Regions from separate parts of the Mus musculus genome. Here region 2 is linked to region 1. Evidence: chromatin contacts called from public Hi-C data. All regions are on one chromosome and are shown on one strand. The core of a region is the stretch at or near the end of the contact, and the rest is flanking DNA. Distances in the headings are between cores, read along the strand shown.

Region 1 (6,607 bases), core at 3,700-6,199:
AAGCCCACATCATGCTCTTGGGTGTGTCTTTCTTTCTAAGCCCCTATTTTTCTCCCAGCACTCAGGCTTACGTTTATAAAATGTCTTTAATAACGTTTCTAAGTATGGGCCAGTGTGATGGCTTAGCAGGTAATGCCTCTTACGCTGCAAATTCCGGGACCCCAGTTCAATCCCCAGAGTCCATGTAGCATTCATTGGAAGAGGAAAACCAACTCTCACAAGTTGTTCTTTGGCCTCCACACATGTACTGTAGGTAGTATACACATTGCCCCCAACACATCATCATCATTATAGTAATCATAATTAATAATAATAATTTAAAAAATTAAATCTCCAGTTTTGCTCCAAATTGACTAATTCTGAAATTCCTTTCTATATCGATGCCATGAATCCTGATTTAGACCAAGTTGCAGAGTCCCTAAGAGATGAAAGGACCTGACCAGGCTGCCCAGAGTGACAGTGTGGAGCTGGGCCTCTGTTCCCTTAGTACTCTAAAATGTTTAGAAAAGGGCACATGAGGCCTCACTCAGGGATTGAGTTAGAATTGAGTTAGTCCTGGAAGCCCAACTGAGGAGTCTGTTTTTCCTTAGGTTATTGGTGTTCTCTCAGTTTTGGAAAAAGCTCCAATATAGTTCATCTGTTTGGCCGTCATCAATGATCCAGCCAGCTCATAGGTGGAGAAAGCAAGATGTAAGAGAGAGTCAAAGGGCTCGAAGCCCTGAAGTGGGTGGAGGGGCTGGAGCACCCACAGCCCCGTTCTACCTTCACTGAGCTGAAAGCTGTTCTCTGTCCTCTTTTCCTAAATCTCGTGAAAACTTTAAAAGTAGCAGGAATTTACCATGTATCAAAATGCATCTTGTTCTTTAGTTATGTCTCTAGACAACAAATTGTTACAAGCTGTTAGCATATTAATTATAGTTTATAGAGAGGAGAACACTACTATAAATTACAACTAGATTGTTTTTTATTTTGCCATCTTGTACAATCTAGGATATTGTGCTACATTATAGAACGTACATAACATTAGATTATGTCATTTCAGGTTATTCATTAAACTATTTCAAATTTGGTTTTTCAGGTTTCTGGTCCATATTTAGTATAACCCAACTCTTTTACATATTATTTTTAGTAATAACAATTTATACTAATTTGAGTATGGCTACTAAGCTACTGTCAAAAATCACTTCTAAGAATTTATATTAGTTTTCTTTTCACATATGCATAGCTACTTTTTGGTTTGTGATTTTTAAAAAGGGAATCAATTTCTATTTTTATCTAGTTCATTGGCAGTTTATCTAAAAGTATATACCTGATGCAGTTTGCATGCCTTTGATGAGGCACTGCTGCCTGTCTGTAGTTGAACTATCTATCCACTGGGTACCTCAAGAGAGCACTGACCAAGGTCCTCTGCAGTCTTCAATGCTGCTGCCTATTCTTTTGACTAAGGACAGTTTTAAGTCTCAAGATAAAAGATAGATGAAGACTCTCAGCACTCAGGAGGCAGAGGCAGGCGGATTTCTGAGTTCGAGGCCAGCCTGGTCTACAGAGTGAGTTGCAGGACAGCCAGGGCTACACAGAGAAACCCTGTCTCGAAAAAACAAAAACAAAACAAAAACAAAACAAAAAAAAGAAAGAAAAGAAAAGAAAAGAAAAGAAAAGAAAAGAAAAGAAAAGAAAGATGGATGAAGACATGTGAGTGATGAGCTCCTTGTTTGCAAGGAGTCAACATTGGCCCAGGAGAACAGGTTAAAATCACAAGGTTTCTAACTGGGAAAGGAAAAGATGTTATGACTAGATATCTGTTTTTATGTATAAAATTATTTAAGGTCATGATAAAATATTGAACAAGAAAATTGCAACAAAGAACTTGAGAATAATGGCTTACATAAAATATAACATAAATATGTAAAGTAACATGGTTGAATTTACATTATTGCCAACTTTTAAAGATTTTTGTAGACATAGTTTGGTTGTTGTTCACACCAGGGTATTGCTGTGTAGCTCATGCTGGCCACCAACTTGGACCTTGTTCTCCTGCATGCGAGGATGGCAGACGGGCTGCATCATGGCCATGATCTTGGATGTAGATGTCTTATTAATGAAAGATAAGCACTTGTCAGGACAAAGTATTCTTGATGTTGTTTTCATATATCTAAATGAAGAAACTCCTCTTTAAATGCAACTGTGCCTGCCGGGAGACCTCCAGGCCTGGTGCTGGAGAGGCAAGGGGGCATCTGACAGACAGACAGACAGACTTGGGGTATGCTGGGAGGAAGATGCTTCACAGCTGCCTCTCCTAGCCACTGACAGGTCTGAAAGGTGCTGGGGTTCTGTGCCTCATCGCTTATTAAGGGCATAACTGTGTAATGGAGCGGTTTCCATCCTTCCATCTGTCCAGAAGGTACTGATGTTACTCCTGGATGCAAAGAAACTTGTGAGTGCAGCCTGTACGGGAAGGTAAAGCCAGTATACATTACAGACTAAATGGAAATGCTGTCATTAAAAATGAGAAACACAAACAAACTGTAAAAACAAAACAACCCAAGGCCCAGGAGAATGAGTGTTGACAGACAGTTAGAATTCCTAGCACCTCATGGGAAGGTTTCCGATATTTGGACATAAAGTGATGTAGCCTAGGTGTGGGCTACAATGTCAAGGTGTAGCATTTCCCCACCATCTTAAGGCCCTGGGATCCAACCCCAGCTCTTCACTAAGTAAGTAAATAGGTAATAAGTCAATAAGTATTTAAGTACAACATCTAAACACTTTCCTAAACATTTTAATATTTCCATTTTACAGTGACCTTTGACCTTGAGTATAGAGGTCAGGTTGAGAGCTATGTGGAGTTCTGTAGCATTTGTCTTTTAGGGCCACAGAACATAGGCGAGTTTCTTGCTTTTTACAACTGCAACCATGGGTGCATTTCTGTGGAGAAAAATAGTAAGCCAAAATTGTATTCATGTTTAGAATGCTTGCAGCTGAGTTACTGTTCCCAGGATATATGTCTTCCCGAGCCAGAATTTTATTTGGTATCTCTTCTGGAAATTTTACTGTGTAAGACTCAAACTAACCATAAATTTTAGTTCACTCTGTTTTCAGAAATTGTTCAAAAATGGTTTAGATATTAAAAACTGTAACTACCAAAGATTCCAAATTTTGTTCTTGTTGCTGTTTTTCATGACAAGAATTACTTTTCTCTTTCTAATAAGGCAAGATGATTTTTGCCACCAACCAGTAAGGAAGCCGAGGAGGAAGAGCAATTGCAAAAACATTGATTTTTATTAAACTAAGAGGAGCTGTCTGTTCCTAAAGTCAGAAGGAGTAACATTAGGTTAAAAAATGGCAACATACAGAGTCAGTATTAAAGCTGCTGTTGTAGCCTAATGCTGTATTCTCAGTAATTGTGGCATCTTTTTAATTAATTAATTAATTAATTTTGATTTTTTTTTGAGACAGGGTTTCTCTGTATAGCCCTGGCTGTCCTGGAACTCACTCTGTAAACCAGGTTGTCCTCGAACTCAGAAATCTGCCTGCCTCTGCCTCCCAAGTGCTGGGATTAAAGGGGTGCGCCACCACTGCCCAGCTTAATTGCAACATCTTGATGAAACACAACAGTGGTTTCTTTTCACACCTGTCTGAGTCAGAGTGGACAGCACTGGTACTGTTTGCTATGTGGTTCTTAACTTCTGCAACGTGGGTCCACATCTGCCTCGTACTGTCCCATGATGGTACCCAGCAGCAGACCACAAGAAGTGGCAAGGTTACCCGGGGACAGGTGGGTATGCTAGTTCTTCTTAAGACCCAGGGGGCAGCTGTATATTCCAGTCCAAATACACAGGCCTGGGAAAGACTCGCCCCAACTTGATGGCTCCCCTTAGGATCTTTCACTGTTTTGATCCAGAATAGTGCTCTCCCCTGGAGTACAGTCTTGGATGTTGCCTTTGTTAGAAGGTGCACGTTGTGCTCAGATTCTGAGCACATTGGATGCAGGCTGGGAGAAGCTATGCTGTTTCACAGTTAGGTGTAATAAGAATTACTTTTAACCAGGGATGGGTTCATTGAGCTAAAAAAGCATTGATATCATCTACTTTTGGGGGACGGATCCGCGGAGTCACATAGCGGAGAGCACAGACTCAGGACAGGAGGACAGGGAACTGGGGATGATTGCATTCACTATGTCTCTAACTTCTCCGAGAGACGTTCTTTGCTATACCAAATGTCGCCCTTTTCCTAAAACCTTGTCATTCGGCTCACTCATCCTTTCCATGCCAGTATACTACCTAATGCTTGTGATGGAGCTATGCAAATGAAATAAACCTGTACAGTTAAAGGTGCTTGAGAGCGAGCAGTCAATAGGAGAAGCCCAAAGGACCCCACATTTTATAAGAACTGTAACATTTTCAGTATTGTCAAGGGTTTTTAATGTTATTAAAAAGCAATTTAAAATCTTGCTACAAACACAAAAGAAATGTGTGGAACTAGTCTGTGCACTCGCTGTCAGTCTGAAGCTAATGTGTGGGTTGGAGACCTAACTCAGCAGTGCTACTGAGGTCACCTTGCGTTAGTGGAAGGAAAGAGGCGGTCTGTTCATAAATAGGAAGAAAGACTGGGATCATTTGACAGTGACACTTTTTAGTACCTAAAACATTGTCTCAGGTGTGTGAAGCTCTGGACTCTGTCTCCACTACCAAAGACGTTTCTGTTGATCAAGTTCATTTAGATTTAACATTAACCATAAAACACACTAACTACATAGTTTTATGAACAACTTGGTATTTCCTGATGAAAGTAGAAATCGGAGTAATTTTTCAAGTGAACATGATGAATAAGACTATGGGTGAACTATCGGACTTGCTGTTGCTGCTGTTCCCTCCTGCAGTGTGTGAACTGGGAGCTTCAGGCTTGATTGTAAATGAACAAAGGAGGTTTGTTTTCATGGTGTCTGAGATGTAGCACGGGCTGATACAGGAGCGGGAAGGAGGAGGAAGCTTCCTGGAATACAGCAGTGACCAGTGGTGTACTCTCTCTTTGGGAAGTCACCCAATCTAATGTCACATTTATATTGCAAAGCAGTGGCACACCAATAGCAGTTTGTAGCAGGCTCGGATAAAATGTTCCAAAATTACAACGGCTTGGAATGAAAGCTCTGGCCTCTTCACAGAAGGGTTTATCTCAGCTGATAACGCTCCCAGTGCCTCCTTCCCGTGTTTCCATCCTGTCTTTAGCCCCTGTGACTTGATGAGGTGCAGGCTCCGGCCCTACTTGTTTACAGAGAGGGAAACAAGAAGAAAGAGTTCATCTGCTTTAGATTTTCTAGGATTCTGTATTGCTTTTAAAAGGAAATAAAATTAGGCTTCAGAGATGGCTCAGTGGGTAAAGGGCTTGCCACACAATCATGAGGACCTGAGTTCAAACCCCCACAACCCACATAAAGCACATGTTTGTAATTCTAACAACTCATACAGCAAGATGGGAAGTGGAAACAGATTTCCTAGAAGCCTCCAGTCAGCTAATCTGATTTATGGGGTACACAGTGGTGAAGCAGGACTGTCTTAAACAAGGTAGAATATGAGGACCAGCAGCCAACACTGTCTCTGACCTCTCTATACATAGAACATTATTAGTTCATACTCTGTGCATAAGCTCATACCGATGACTATGCGCGCACACACACACACACACACACACACACACACACACACACACACACACACACTTTAAATCAAGGAGATTGCACCAGCTTCAGGCCTGACAGTTTGCATTCAGTCTGGCATCCAGTATTTGGAAAACTGCTGGGCAGTTGTGTGCTGTAGTGAAAGGCAGCTTTAGACAATGCCTGTCAGAAGTTGGAGCACTCCAAGTCTCTAAACTTGTGTCCTTGTGTGTAAAATAACAATTACCATGCGTGGCCTCTATCTCAAAACTCTCATTGGATTTGCATTGTGGGACACCATCCTCCACGTGAATATTTGTTGAAAGGACAAGAGAAGCTGGCCACGGTAGTGTGTGCCTTTAATCCCAGCTATAAGAAGACAGGCAGGCAGATCTCTGTGATTTTGAAGCCAGCCTGGTCTACAGAGTGAGTTCCAGCACAGTCATGGCTATCCAGGGAAACCCTGTCTTGAGAGACCAGAGGGGACAAGTGAAGTAATATGGTGGCCATTGGACGAGGGCTTCACAAATAGATGGCATACATAGACACAGGACGATGAATGTAACGTTAGCTGTGCCTTTGGCCCACGCAGCTGCAATAATTTGACTTTCCATTTGCATTTCTCAGGGTCGTGCATCTCTCACAGAAGAGAAAGAGGTGTTTGCCCATGAACATGAAGAAATGAAGAATCTGGAAGCCATTGTTCAAAAGATAAAACCAACTGCCCTCATAGGTAAATGTTTTTCTACTCTTGTTCCTTTAATTTGACCTATTTAGCATTGTTTTGCTTTTTAAAATTTATAAACCTTTGGAATCCAGAAAGGAAATGGACACACTCAAGTAGCAGGGTTCTCGTAGGCACTGAGGTGTAATTCAGTTCTGCCTTCCTAGTGTATATTCCGGTATACACATACAGAGCCAGTGTGTGGCCCTGTGCTGGGTGAACCTGCTGAC
Region 2 (6,304 bases), core at 3,255-5,754, 130 kb before region 1:
ATAATAGGACTGTTGGTTGCTTCCCTCATTTGGAAGTTCACATGGAGCCTTTCCTTGAGGAGGAGGAGGAAGAGGAGGAGGAGGAGGAGGAGGAGGAGGAGGAGGAGGAGGAGGAGGAGGAGGAGATTTATTTTTAGGTCAGTTCCAGCTCATAGGCCTCTGACCCCTATGTCTGAAGTACCTGCTGTGTTTAGCAATAGGCACTTACCTTCTACTTCTGAGGGACAACCAAGGGCAATAGCGTAGCCTGTAATGTTTTGGGAGACTTTTGGATCTGATCAACAACTCAAAAGAGGGCTTCTTATTCTTGGTGTTGGGGGTTTTGTTACTGGTCTTTTGCTCTTGGGGGGAGCATTGTTAGTCGAGATGGGAAATTCTCATTTAAACTATATATGTCTATACAATGGCTTCCATGTATTTATAGGTAGATAATGAATACTATGACTTCTTAAGACTTTTCCATACTTACCGTAATTTTATCTCCTCCCTCTTTCTTCTGTGTTTTCCTCCTCCCTCCCTAATTACAGCCCCCCCCCATCCATTAACTAACATCTTAAGGAAACATCCACCCCCTTTCTGGTAATGTGTCTAAACTTTGGAAGGGCACAGGGAAGAGCTGTTTTATGAGAGGTCTTGGGCAGACTGCATGGTTTTCTTTGATTACTGTGACTTGGACTCATGACACACAGGTATGATGCAAGCCTGTGCATGTGTGTGGATTATGATCAGCCAGGGGTTTGCTTTGTGCCATGATGAAACCACCGCTGGGGAGAACTTGAGAAATAACTCCACGAAGTTTGTTCTCACTAAGACTGGCTACCATCCATCGGATTAGGATGGTTCAAATTTCCACACTGTGTCCCACCCATATTTAAAATTCACCAAAAATTATATATTCTTGTAGATATTTTAAAGGAGAAAATTTTCTCTAGAAATGAACAGTTCTCTTAGTGTCTCCAGGCAAGCATGCCTCTTGGCACATAGTAAATACTAAACTCAGTGAAAATGTCCAGAGTTAGGAAAGCATATTCTCCTGTTACATACAGCACTGGAAGACCTTGACATTGTATAATGTGTGCTGTTTGAACTAGTCTTCCAGAACATAATGTCCTTAAAAGCTGCCTCATAAAATCCCAAATCTTCAAAACTCAAAGCCTGTGCTTGGTTTGTTTATAGTATCTCAGGTAGCTAAGGCTGGCCTGGAACTCCTGGTCCTTCTGTTTCTAGTATCCTCCTGTATACTGGGATTACAGACGTTTGTGCCAGCAAGCCCAGAAGTGACTGGCAGCACCCAGAAGGGTGAATTTCTTGCTGTGTATCAATTTTGCAAGGACCTATCACTCTGTCCATACTAGCTAGCTACTTAAGTATCTCCACTTAACTGGTTCACCAGGGTGGTGGGTGCTCCCCATTGTCCCTTCAAAAGGCATAGATAGGCACCAAGGAGTTGACAGCTCCTGAGCTGCCCACACAACTGTTCCCACATGCTGAGCCACAAGCTTATCAAGAGTCAGCCATGTTGACTGCTAGACTCGTTCAAGTTAAACCTGTTATTATAGTTATGCAATTTAACCTTGACTAACTAGGGTAAATATAAATATGAAAACAAAAGAAGTTATTGTTCTTGTGAAAACTGAACAATTATTTGGAATGATTAAAAAAAATTGTCAAAACAGCTGACAACTAGAAAAGACTAGAAAACAGAAAGTAGAAAGCCAGGGTTCTGTACCAAGGTTATTTCATACAGATACCTTTAATCCTCAGTGTGTTTTGCAGCTCAATGATCAAGTGCTTACCCCGCATGCCCAGGAACCTAGGATTGACTTCTGATACCACAAAGGCCAAGAAGCAGATACTATAACAAACCAATTATAGATTGCAATTATACAAAAATGTGGTCATAGAATTTCCCTAGAAAAGAGCAGATTCAAAGAAAAGATTTTAATAAGGGGCCGGCAATTCATGTGCATGTGTGTATTTTATGTTAAAGCAAGCATTTCTAGTTTGTAACTGCCTTTGTAAACTAACTTCTTTTCCAGCTTCCTGAAAGGCCACTTTTATACTGTTATCAGGACTCTGTGAGGGTCACCGCCCAAGCTATGCTGTTGATTAACTTAGAGCCTAAGGCCCAGGCTGGGCTGCACTCTGCCTACCGTATTGGGTCTTATGCTGGCTTAACGAAGTAGCCATCCCCTAACCACTGTAAACAGAGAAAGGTTGCGATTGCCAACTCTCAAAAGAAACTGTTTTCATCTACGCCATTAATTCCCGAAGCTGGAGGACAGAGCCGATGGTGCCCTGCCAGGTATTGCTACACAGAACAATAATCTTAGGAAACAGAGGCCTCAGGAATTGCTTTCTCCTTTCCTGTGTTGATCAAGAGGATTGCTAGCTTTGACTGAATTTCTTAACACTTGACTATGGGGGCGGGCGGATGGGTGGATGGGCTGGATGGGGCTCTTATGAAGGTCCTTTCCACCTTATTTTTTGAGACAAGGTCTCTCACTGGAGCTCAGCAATTAGACAAGGTCCTAGAATCCTCTTCTCTTCACCTCACAGCTCTGAGTATTCAATGCACACCTGTCTTTTTTTTTAATTGAAAATATTTTTTTCATTAAATATGATCATGGTTCCCACCTTTCCATTTGCTCCTGGATCCTTGCTATCTATCAAAACAAACAAAACAAAACAAAACAAAACAAAGCAAACCAAGAGACACTTGCATACACAGACACACACAGACACACACAGACACACAGACACACAGACACACACACACACACACACACACACACAAACAAAGCCCATTAAAGCACAATATTGGAAAACCATAATATACAAGCAAAAAATCAGTAAGATAAAAAAAAAATGCCCAAACATGGTGCTGGAGCGATGGCTCAGTGGTTAAGAACATCAAAGCATGGTTCACAATCGTCTGTTAGCTCCAGTTCCATGGGATCAGACACCACCTCTGGCCTCAACAGACACCAGACACATAGAGACATACATGGTGCACAGACACACAAGCAGGTAAAACATGCACATAGAATACAATGATTTTTAAAATGCCCAAAGAAAGCAAGATGAGGGAAGAAATACCACTGAGTTTTATTTTGTGTGAGTCATTTTGTGGGGCATGGGGGCCTACTCTTAAACGTGGTTTATATGCCTAGTGGGACTCCATTGGAGAAAACTAATTCTTTGCACAAAGTTATCAGTTGGAGACAGCTTCTTGGTTAGGGATAGGAGTCATGTCCTCTTCCTCCTTTCAGCACTGGGACCTTGTCTGACTTATTCCTGTGCAGGCCCTGTGTGTGCAGCCGCAGTCTGTGAGTTCATATGTACATCAGTCGTGTTGTGTCTGGAAGACATTTTCTCCAGTGTCATCCACCTCCTCTTACTCGGACATTCTTTCTGCCTTCTCTTCTCCATAGTTCCCTGAGCTCTGTGGTGATGGGTTGGATGAAGACATCCCATTTCGGACTGTTTCAAAGTCTCTCACTCTCTGTCCAGTTATGGGTCTCTGTATTTTTTTCCCATCTCCTGCAGGAAAAAGCATCCCTAGTGATGACCGAGTAAGACACGGATCTATGATATAGCAGAATGTAATTAGGAGTCATTATTATTGCTATGTTCCTTTAGCAGAACAATAGTATTTGGTTTTACCCTAGGTCTATCGTCTATCTAATCTTAGATTCTTGGCCACCCAAGTAATGTCAAGCATGAGATTCATCTCCATGGGATAGGTCTTAAGTCCAATCAGATAATGGTTGGTTTCTTCTACAACTTTTGTGCCACTATCATACCATTGTGTCATGCAGGCAGGTCACATTGTAGATCACAAGGTTTGTAACTTGATGGTGTTTCCCTTTCTCCTCTGGTGACCTTCCAGCAGCATGAACATTAGTCAGGAGGGGTGAAGTTAGACTCTGGTGAGGCACCAGCTCAATTTCTCCGTGTTCAAGAGCTATGCAAGCATTATCTTCAGCAATTGTCTTACCATCAATTTTGGACCTGTATTTTCATATGTGTGCCCGGGCCTGAGCTTAGATCTTCCTGCTTATGCAGCAAAGAATCCACACACTAAACCATCTCCCCAGCCCTTGGTTCCTTAACTTGTAGTATGTATCGAGGATAGCTCCGTGGAAAATCCCAGTTACACTGTATACAGGGACCCAGCCTTTCATCCAGGAAGTTCACATGGTTGATGCATACTCTTCTTTGTCCTGAGAGGAGTACAATGGAATAAGTACCAATGAATTCAGGTTTTCCTTTTCGACGGTTATTCCACTCACAAGAGGAGTGTGCTTAATTCATTTCTCTAGGGAACCAATTCTCAATGGCTTCTGCCAGCCTTGCTTATGACTCCCCAAGGGCCCCCAGTGGGGTTTTCTCTTTAGCGACAGTAGAAAAAAATGGCTTCAAGAGAACTACATTTCCCACAGTGTCCCTGTTTTTATGCTTACCCAGAAGGTTCTTCAGCTGCATGTGAGAGTAGGGAGGGAGCCATTCAGCTAAAATCTGACAGCACAATGGTAGCCTTTAATTACTAGACAGAAAGCCTTTGCTGACTGCTTCCAGACTGCTTTATTTATCAGCCTCATAATTGACTAAAGAGCGCTGTGAGTTTTAACCCAAGCAGGCAAGTTATATTTAACAAGGAGTGATATGGATTTATGGTTAATCTCTGTGACTGGTCCCATTGGATTGTCTAGATGAAAATGACTTGGGCTCACAAAAAGCTGTAATTAGAGAGAGGGGAAGAGAGCAACACGATGCGTCTAAGTCATTTTAAGGGAAGTGATAGAACAAAGGATTCTTAGAGCTCGGAGAAAAACTGTAATCCATCTAGCCCAAATGCTTAGTTTACAGACAAAGAGCCTGCCAATGTGTAGTTTCTGCCGTCTTCATGGCTGCTATCTGAGCAGGAGAGTCCTTTGCCCTGTGGGACCAACCCTCACTCTGCAGCTTGTGCAGCCTTCCTAGTACCTGCCTATTAAATGCTGGTAACAGTGTCTTTATTATGACAACCAGAACTCTTACCCCCTTCCTCGAGGAACCATGCTCTCTCTTCCTGTTGAGAACCCCAAGCCAAGTTGCTCATAAACAAGCAGGAAGCAAACACACTCTAAGTGAAATAAGCCAATAACACAGAGAAAAATATATTGTATGATTATATCCACATGAGGTCCTCAGAAAAGCCAGATTTATAAAGGCAGAAACAGAATGGAGGCGGCCAAGGCTGAAAGAGAGGGGGTGAGATGGGAGGGGAGAATACAATGGGATACAAGAATCTCAGTTTTCAAGATGAGAAAAGTTCCAGAGACTAGTTATACCCATTAAGGATGAACTTAATATTTTGAACTGTATTCTTTAAAGTAACCAAGGGCTGGGGATGTAGCTCAGTCAGTAGAGTGCTTGCTTACCTGGCATTCCTAAGGCTCTGTATTTGATCGCCAGCGTCAAATACACTGGGTGTGGTGACTCGAAATGCCAGTTCTAACAGTTTCGGGGAAGAGGCCAGAAGATCAGGACTTCAAGGTCATTCTGAGGTATTTAGCAAGTTCAAGGCTGGCCAGAGATATGTGAGACTCAGTCTCAAAAAGCAATAATGGCTAAGATAACAAGCATGAGTCAAGTCTAATTTACAGAAATCAAAACACAAACAGGAGGGGATGGGCCTCTCAGCAAGATTGCTCGCTACGGAAGCATGAGGACCCGAGTTCAAGTTCCCAACACTCATGTAAAAAAGCTGGGTGTAGAACGAAGACTGAAGTGTGGACACTGTGCCCCTCCTTAGAATTGGGAACAAAACACCCATGGAAGGAGTTACAGAGACAAAGTTTGGAGCTGAGACGAAAGGATGGACCACCTAGAGACTGCCATATCCAGGGATCCACCCCATAATCAGCTTCCAAACGCTGACACCATTGCAAACACTAGCAAGATTTTATCGAAAGGACCCAGATGTAGCTGTCTCTTGTGAGACTATGCCGGGGCCTAGCAAACACAGAAGTGGATGCTCACAGTCAGCTAATGGATGGATCACAGGGCTCCCAATGGAGGAGCTAGAGAAAGTACCCAAGGAACTAAAGGGATCTGCAACCCTATAGGTGGAACAACATTATGAACTAACCAGTACCCTGGAGCTCTTGACTCTAGCTGCATATGTATCAAAAGATGGCCTAGTCGGCCATCACTGGAAAGAGAGGCCCATTGGACATGCAAACTTTATATGCCCCAGTACAGGGGAACGCCAGGGCCAAAAAAATGGGAATGGGTGGGTAGGGAAGTGGGGGTGGGG

The links. Hi-C and Micro-C count contacts between places; a contact is called where the count stands out from the background.
Region 2: a contact with region 1 is called in a Hi-C map of brain, with 4 times the contacts expected there. The contact joins two enhancer-like sites. A contact is called at or near these places in 2 of 15 datasets of contacts at CTCF or cohesin (CD8 T cells and the NIH/3T3 cell line), 5 of 484 Hi-C or Micro-C datasets (brain, cochlea, differentiating embryonic stem cells and 2 more), 1 of 115 datasets of contacts at active chromatin or transcription factors (stem cell-derived neural progenitor cells) and 2 of 9 other capture datasets (adipose tissue and pancreatic islet).

What each region holds. Positions count from the first base shown.
Region 1 is chr9:86,598,498-86,605,104 of GRCm38.p6, reverse strand. It overlaps Me1 (malic enzyme 1, NADP(+)-dependent, cytosolic), which reads left to right. Exons shown (of 14, transcript NM_008615.2): 10 at 6,281-6,386. Among named protein-coding and RNA genes, the nearest start is that of Rwdd2a, 30 kb to the right of the region's middle. Within about 2 kb of position 4,949, at least 16 of the 459 cell types and tissues checked have an H3K27ac peak or open chromatin away from gene starts, as enhancers often do. A contact at or near this core is called in brain, where this site is marked.
Region 2 is chr9:86,724,436-86,730,739 of GRCm38.p6, reverse strand. No RefSeq gene overlaps it. Among named protein-coding and RNA genes, the nearest start is that of Prss35, 16 kb to the left of the region's middle. Within about 2 kb of position 4,504, at least 32 of the 459 cell types and tissues checked have an H3K27ac peak or open chromatin away from gene starts, as enhancers often do. A contact at or near this core is called in brain, where this site is marked.